Regions from separate parts of the Pan troglodytes genome. Here region 1 is linked to region 2. Evidence: chromatin contacts called from public Hi-C data. All regions are on one chromosome and are shown on one strand. The core of a region is the stretch at or near the end of the contact, and the rest is flanking DNA. Distances in the headings are between cores, read along the strand shown. Region 1 overlaps GMDS (GDP-mannose 4,6-dehydratase). Region 2 holds the start of FOXC1 (forkhead box C1).

The links. Hi-C and Micro-C count contacts between places; a contact is called where the count stands out from the background.
Region 1: a Hi-C map of stem cell-derived neural progenitor cells shows a contact between it and region 2, with 2.6 times the contacts expected there. The contact joins the enhancer-like site here to the promoter of FOXC1 in region 2. A contact is called at or near these places in 2 of 7 Hi-C or Micro-C datasets (blood and stem cell-derived neural progenitor cells).

What each region holds. Positions count from the first base shown.
Region 1 is chr5:7,628,082-7,631,958 of NHGRI_mPanTro3-v2.0_pri, forward strand. The region is part of intron 9 of GMDS (GDP-mannose 4,6-dehydratase); the gene reads right to left. Among named protein-coding and RNA genes, the nearest start is that of FOXC1, 76 kb to the left of the region's middle. Within about 2 kb of position 2,245, at least 4 of the 24 cell types and tissues checked have an H3K27ac peak or open chromatin away from gene starts, as enhancers often do. A contact at or near this core is called in stem cell-derived neural progenitor cells, where this site is marked.
Region 2 is chr5:7,552,564-7,556,705 of NHGRI_mPanTro3-v2.0_pri, forward strand. It overlaps FOXC1 (forkhead box C1), which reads left to right and starts at 1,780. Exons shown (of 1, transcript XM_003311013.6): 1 at 1,780-4,142. The coding sequence starts at 2,307. The coding sequence ends at 3,959. All of the region lies in intron 9 of GMDS (GDP-mannose 4,6-dehydratase), which reads right to left.

The DNA of each region.
Region 1 (3,877 bases), core at 995-3,494, 76 kb after region 2:
GCCATCGGGAAGCCTGGATCCACCCTCTATCAGCTATGAGGGTGGGGTTTGCCATCGGGAGGCCTGGATCCGCCCTCTATCAGCTATTTTTTTTGTATTTTACACCACTCACTCTCTTCAGGCCTCAGCTTCCTCCTTGGTGAAGTGGGAGTCACAGAAGTAGCGACTTCACCGTGCTGTGTGAGCATCCGCTGAAGTCGTATGGAAACACCAGGATGTGGGGCGGCTGGAAGTCTCCCGTGTTGCTGGTGGGAATGCAACAGGGCAGAGCCGTTGTGGAAAACAGCCTGAGCCTGGCCACAGACATACTTCCCAGATGAACCGTGGGCTCACTCAAACGTATGTAACCAGAGCAATAAAAACACATGTCCACACAAACCGGGAATGCAAATGTTCACAGCAGCAACATTCATATCATCCCCAGAGGAAACAACCCAAATGAGCTTCAGGTGAACGGCTGTGCGGCACTGCATCCACACGAACGAAGACTATGAAATGAATGAAAAGGAACGAACAGACACACCGGGGAACATGGTAAATCTCAATGACATTGTGCCAGGTAAAGGAAGGCCAGCACAGAAGACACATACTGAAGGATTCCATTTACACAACATTCTAAACTTACAGTGACCAGAAAAGGGGCGGTGTTGGCGGCAGGACTGACTACAAAGCGGGAGGAGCGAGCTTTTTGCTGGGGCTGGAGATGGTCCTGTCTTGGCTGTGGTGATGGTTACACAACTGTATATGGCCAAAACTCATCAAATGTACACCCTTAGTGGGTGATTTTTATTTTAAATAAATTATACCTCATTAAAGCTGGGGGTTAAATGGAGTCCAGCACCTGGCACCAAGTAAATATACACAGTAAATTATTCATCCTCTTCCTGTTAGTTGCCATTTAGAATTAGAATTATCAACCTGTGCCTGCCACTGAAGCCACAATGATGTCAGGCTTTTCTCCTTCAAATACTGTGACACAAAACTGCTCCCTCCCTCTCCCGACTCTTTTTTTTTTAACTACTTACCCACCTTAAAAAAAAAAAGGTAGACTTAATCAACACTTGTAAAGCACCCTGAGACACTTGAATTAAAAAGTAATAGAGGAGGCTGAGTGCGGTGGCTCATGCCTGTAATCCTAGCACTTTGGGAGGCCGAGGTGGGCAGATCACTTGAGGTCAAGAGTTCGAGATCAGCCTGGTCAACATGGTGAGACCCCCGTCTCTACTATAAACACCAAAAAAATTAGCCCAGTGTGGTGGTACATGCCTGTAATCCAAGCTACTTGGGAGGCTGAGGCCGGAGCCGAGATCGCGCCACTGCACTCCAGCCTGGGTGACAGAGCGAGACTCCATCTCAAAAACAAAAAACAACAAACAAACAAAGTAACAGAGGAGTATCTGGCACTGTTATTGCTCTTCTGTTTTCAATGATGCAAACAGTATAGCTCTTTGTTTGCTAAGTGACTTTAGTAAGGGGTTTTTTTTTATTAAAAAAAAACTGTTCAATCTGAAAATGAAATTCAAAGGCCTGCTGACAATATATTCCTCGTCTCCCTTCATGCCAACAATGACTATGCCAGCGTTTGCAGATTTATGCCCATGGATTCCCAGATTGGGAGACAGGAAATGGGTGTCCATCCTCCCCCACCTGCAGTTCCAAGCTGGCCGCACAGAGCACAGGGAGGTTGGTTGCTCAGAACGTGGCCATAACATTTACCAGGAAAAACGGAGTGAAGAGGAAGGATGGGAAGGAATGGAGGGGCACAGGATGGAGATTTTCCCAATCAAGTTGGGGAAAAGTATGGCTGTTTCACTCAGCATTTCTCGGCTTCACTAATTAAAAATGATTTTAAGAGCTAACAATTGCAAAAATCTTCTTAAGCTTATCAGTGAATTCCTGAATATCCCCTGGTGAAGTCCTCCTTTGGCATAGCCGTGCATGCCCGAATCTTAATTTCTCTCTAGCATTCTGGGTGATCATGCCATAAAGCACAGGCCGTGGAGTCATTTTCTGAGACAAGAAGTCGCTCCACTTTGGGCTTCCTGGCTGGTTCTTTTTGGCCGTGGGTCTGGTTACAGTGGTGGCAGAAGAAGCGAAGTCTGTAGCCCTCATTACAGACCCTTTCCTGGTTGGGGGCATGTGGCTGTGAGAGAGGAGCAGAACTGAAGCCAGTTTCTCCTGCTCTGCACTCTGAAACCCGAGATGACGCGGCCTCTTTCCCGCACAACACTGTAGAGCGTTCAGTTGCTGTTATGACTTGTCTGGTTCCCACAGAGGAAGGAATCCTGCCAAATATTTGTAATCTGCACTTACGTATGCAATCAGGGAAACCACACCCAGAAGCAAGTGCATGGCTGCATAATTAAAATGGTCTTGCTGGAAGACCAGCTGGAAATGGTTGGAGAGGGTGTGGGGGGAAGCTGATGAGTGAGTGTCACTGGGATCTCTGACACTTTGGCCATCATTCTCTGCAAAACATTTTCTCCTTAGACTCTAGCAAGCACGCATCTTTCTCTGTGTCCACTGATTAGTCACAGTATTTGTCTTTGTATAACCATTTAAGAAAATATTTGCATCTATTTAAAGGATCTAAATAGACCCCCCCCCCGCCGGGTTGGCTTGTATTTATGGCATAAGCCATAATGGAATGTACTTATATGCAAACCATCTTTCCCTCTGAGTAAAGCATTTTGGCACATTTTCTATGACAGCACTGAGTCACAGTGCACAGTACATTAACGCAGCAACCTCTGAAATTGAGCTGCCCAGGTTGCAGGGCTGGCAATGCTTTATAAAAGGGTTAAAACCATCCACTCTGAGGTACTGGTAAGATAAAGGACTAAACAAACTAATGTGTTATCCTTGGAGGCAATACAATTTTTTTAAATGAAATTACTGAAATTAGTAAGGATTAAATTTAATTTTTATCGTCAGATTATAGCTACCAGCAGCGCCATCTGTTGAAATATTCCAAAACTTCATTTCCTGCATCCCAAATAATATTTACTTAAAGGAAGATACAAATGTTTAAAATCACAAGTAGGACTGGAACTCCATCCTCAGTTTTAGGCAAAATCACAACTATAATATTTTCCAGGACAAGAGGCGCCACCCCGTTTGTCAGGCCCCAGAGATGTCCTTACCTACATCAGTAACCCCTTCAAGGTTCACGAACCTTCTCACTGACAAAAAAACTCCCATAACAGAAACGAAAGAGCTCCTGTTCAACTCCAGCAACACCCCCAAGGCTTGAACATCAGGAAGGACGTGAACAGCACCTGCTACCTAGACTCTCCCGCACTTCACGGGCTGGTTGGGTTTCAGACCTGGAAGTGGCCCAGGCCTCCAACCTCCAGGGGAGGAGGATGAGGCCAATGTTCTAGGTCAAGGTCTTGCCTAAGATCAGACAGGTGGTAGGTATCAAGGTCAGGAGCTGCATTCAGGCCCCAGGTGTTCTGAATTTCAGCCCAGAACGCTTCCCATTGGATTCCAGGGCCAATACTAACTCCTCCACTCAGCAGGCCATCAGCAAGCTCCTGTGTTCCAGGCACTGTCCTTGACACTAGGGAGAGAGTTGCCAGCACAATGGACAGGGCCCTTAGCCATGCAGCTTCCATTCTAGCGGGAGGAGAGACACAAAGAGGCAGGTGAAGAACGTGAGGGGGGTTCAGAGAAGTCATGGAGGCTTCTCTGATGCAGAGACTGAAAGAGTGTGGGGAGCAGCCCTGCCCTCTAACTTTCTGGGGGAGGAGCAGGTGTCAGTGCCCCAAGGTGAAGCTGAAGGGTCAGTGTGGTTGGAGAGAGGGCATGGGGGTAAGAGGGCAGGAGCTAAGTGGGGTGAGGTTGGGGCGGGGCAGGTCATGGAGAACACTGTAAG
Region 2 (4,142 bases), core at 530-3,029:
GGAAAAGGAGTCTCCAGAGACCCCGGCGCACAGCAGGCCAGGAGGCAGCTGCCCCGGGATTCAGAGCAACCTCGGGGCAACCCTCCCTCCTCCAAAGGCTAATTCTTTGGAAGAGGCAGGTCCTCTTTCCTTCGATGTCAATGTCCATTATGAAACAGTAATTTTTAAATATTCAGGTGACACGGAGATGCGCCTGCTACACGTCAGCGTCCTTCACATGTAACAGCCGAAGCTGCAATTTGAATTTTCCTGCCAACGTGAGGAAGCCGGGATTCGAACCGGGGAGACAAAAGGGGTCCCGAACATGTCACTGGATTTAATAGATGGTCGGAAATCAGGGGCAGCGGAGCTGTTAAATGCGTCACGCACGCTTCTTGGCAGTCTCCTGAGCTCGCCACTTCCCCCAGCTTCTAGTGAACGACTTGGGATTCAGCCTCCGGGAGGGTCTCTCCTCAAGTCGCTAAAATGCAGAATCGCCGTGCCGGGGGAGGGAGGCCTGGCTCTTTCCCGCTCCTTCGTTTCTTTCCCTCATTTCTCTTCTTCCTGTCCCATTCCAACCACCCAGCGACGGCGAATCTCAGGCGTGTGCACAACGAGCGGGGGCCCTTCTGTGCATATCCCCCCAGAATCCTTGAACCGCCCTCTAGGTGCGATCCTGGACATTCCCCCAGACACACCCGTTATCTCTGCGAGCCGGCAGCCCCGCGCCTGTGGAGATGGAGACTGGCCTGGGGAAGCGTTAAGCTCTTAGACATATTTATTTGCTTCTTGTCATCACACCTGCTAATGTCACCGAGCCCGCAGCCTGACCCCTCATCTGAGCCGAAACGCGCCTGACGGGATCAGAGGGGGCGGCGGCGCGGCGAGCCGGTGGGACCCTCGTGGGCGAGCAGGGGAGCGCGGGGAAGCAGCCGGGCTCCGGCAGCCCTTGCCGCCCGCACCCTCAGGCCGCCAAGGGCCGGCCCCCCGGGGAGGGGGGCGAGAAGCAGGGCGGCCCGCAGCGGGGCAGGCTCATCCTTCGCGGGTGAACGGCCGTCGGAAACTCCCAGCAGGGCCCCGCACCCCTTGCCTTAATTTCGGCTGGGGAGGGGTCATGGAGGGGGGCCAGATGGGCGACGAACCTTCTTCCCCACCGCGAACAGGGCCTGGCTGTGACCGAGCCCTCAAAATCATGTCCTTTGTAGCCGAGTTCAGGACAGGAGAACCTCCAAGTGGAGAAAAGCCGGAGACGTCAGTGACCCGAGTGAGACTGGCGTTGGAGAAGGGAGGGAAGGGGCTGCGGGAGAGGAGAGGCGGCGGGGAGGAGAGGCTGGGGCAACCCCAGCGCTGGCGTCGGCGGGGCTGGCGAAGGAATGAGAGCGAGCCAGCACGAGGCGGGGCGGAGACGCCAGGGCCACTCGGGAGCCGTGGACGAAGGAAGGGTCTGCACGGGGTCCCGGGAGGACCCAGGAAGTCTGCGCGAACAGCGGGCGTGGGTCCGGAGGGCCCGGGGTGGGAGGTCTGCTGGGCGCCGGCGGCAGGCAGGTGGACTGCGGGGGACGAACCGACGGTGGGCCGGGCGCCGGCGCGGGCGCAGGGCCGGGGCCCGGGCCAGGGCGGCCGGCGCGCGTGTGGTCAGCCCCGCGGTCCTCCGGCCTCCGGGAGCGGGCCGGCAGGGCTCGGCCTCCGGCTCATTGAGGCGGTTCTCACCTCCCATTGGCTGCCGCCGCTGGCGGGGCGGGGCTCCGCTGCCCGGAAAAAAGTGTAACTGCGTAAAAAAGTCCTCGCCTGGGTGACGGATGCTCAAAAGTTCAGAAGTTTTCCCAATGCTTCCTTAAGCGGCTGGCGCGCGAGAGACCGAGAAAAGGTGACGCGGGGCCCGGGCAGGCGGCCGGCGCGCGGCCCCCCCCCGCCCTGGTTATTTGGCCGCCTTCGCCGGCAGCTCAGGGCAGAGTCTCCTGGAAGGCGCAGGCAGTGTGGCGAGAAGGGCGCCTGCTTGTTCTTTCTTTTTGTCTGCTTTCCCCCGTTTGCGCCTGGAAGCTGCGCCGCGAGTTCCTGCAAGGCGGTCTGCCGCGGCCGGGCCCGGCCTTCTCCTCTCGCAGCGACCCCGCCTCGCGGCCGCGCGGGCCCCGAGGTAGCCCGAGGCGCCGGAGGAGCCAGCCCCAGCGAGCGCCGGGAGAGGCGGCAGCGCAGCCGGACGCACAGCGCAGCGGGCCGGCACCAGCTCGGCCGGGCCCGGACTCGGACTCGGCGGCCGGCGCGGCGCGGCCCGGCCCGAGCGAGGGTGGGGGGCGGCGGGCGGCGCGGGGCGGCGGCGAGCGGGGGCCATGCAGGCGCGCTACTCCGTGTCCAGCCCCAACTCCCTGGGAGTGGTGCCCTACCTCGGCGGCGAGCAGAGCTACTACCGCGCGGCGGCCGGGGGCGGCTACACCGCCATGCCGGCCCCCATGAGCGTGTACTCGCACCCTGCGCACGCCGAGCAGTACCCGGGCGGCATGGCCCGCGCCTACGGGCCCTACACGCCGCAGCCGCAGCCCAAGGACATGGTGAAGCCGCCTTATAGCTACATCGCGCTCATCACCATGGCCATCCAGAACGCCCCGGACAAGAAGATCACCCTGAACGGCATCTACCAGTTCATCATGGACCGCTTCCCCTTCTACCGGGACAACAAGCAGGGCTGGCAGAACAGCATCCGCCACAACCTCTCGCTCAACGAGTGCTTCGTCAAGGTGCCGCGCGACGACAAGAAGCCGGGCAAGGGCAGCTACTGGACGCTGGACCCGGACTCCTACAACATGTTCGAGAACGGCAGCTTCCTGCGGCGGCGGCGGCGCTTCAAGAAGAAGGACGCGGTGAAGGACAAGGAGGAGAAGGACAGGCTGCACCTCAAGGAGCCGCCCCCGCCCGGCCGCCAGCCTCCGCCCGCGCCGCCGGAGCAGGCCGACGGCAACGCGCCCGGTCCGCAGCCGCCGCCCGTGCGCATCCAGGACATCAAGACCGAGAACGGTACGTGCCCCTCGCCGCCCCAGCCCCTGTCCCCGGCCGCCGCCCTGGGCAGCGGCAGTGCCGCCGCGGTGCCCAAGATCGAGAGCCCCGACAGCAGCAGCAGCAGCCTGTCCAGCGGGAGCAGCCCCCCGGGCAGCCTGCCGTCGGCGCGGCCGCTCAGCCTGGACGGTGCGGATTCCGCGCCGCCGCCGCCCGCGCCCTCCGCCCCGCCGCCGCACCATAGCCAGGGCTTCAGCGTGGACAACATCATGACGTCGCTGCGGGGGTCGCCGCAGAGCGCGGCCGCGGAGCTCAGCTCCGGCCTTCTGGCCTCGGCGGCCGCGTCCTCGCGCGCGGGGATCGCACCCCCGCTGGCGCTCGGCGCCTACTCGCCCGGCCAGAGCTCCCTCTACAGCTCCCCCTGCAGCCAGACCTCCAGCGCGGGCAGCTCGGGCGGCGGCGGCGGCGGCGCGGGGGGCGCGGGGGGCGCGGGCGGCGCCGGGACCTACCACTGCAACCTGCAGGCCATGAGCCTGTACGCGGCCGGCGAGCGCGGGGGCCACTTGCAGGGCGCGCCCGGGGGCGCGGGCGGCTCGGCCGTGGACGACCCCCTGCCCGACTACTCTCTGCCTCCGGTCACCAGCAGCAGCTCGTCGTCCCTGAGTCACGGCGGCGGCGGCGGTGGCGGCGGGGGAGGCCAGGAGGCCGGCCACCACCCTGCGGCCCACCAAGGCCGCCTCACCTCGTGGTACCTGAACCAGGCGGGCGGAGACCTGGGCCACTTGGCGAGCGCGGCGGCGGCGGCGGCGGCCGCAGGCTACCCGGGCCAGCAGCAGAACTTCCACTCGGTGCGGGAGATGTTCGAGTCACAGAGGATCGGCTTGAACAACTCTCCAGTGAACGGGAATAGTAGCTGTCAAATGGCCTTCCCTTCCAGCCAGTCTCTGTACCGCACGTCCGGAGCTTTCGTCTACGACTGTAGCAAGTTTTGACACACCCTCAAAGCCGAACTAAATCGAACCCCAAAGCAGGAAAAGCTAAAGGAACCCATCAAGGCAAAATCGAAACTAAAAAAAAAATCCAATTAAAAAAAAAACCCTGAGAATATTCACCACACCAGCGAACAGAATATCCCTCCAAAAATTCAGCTCACCAGCACCAGCACGAAGAAAACT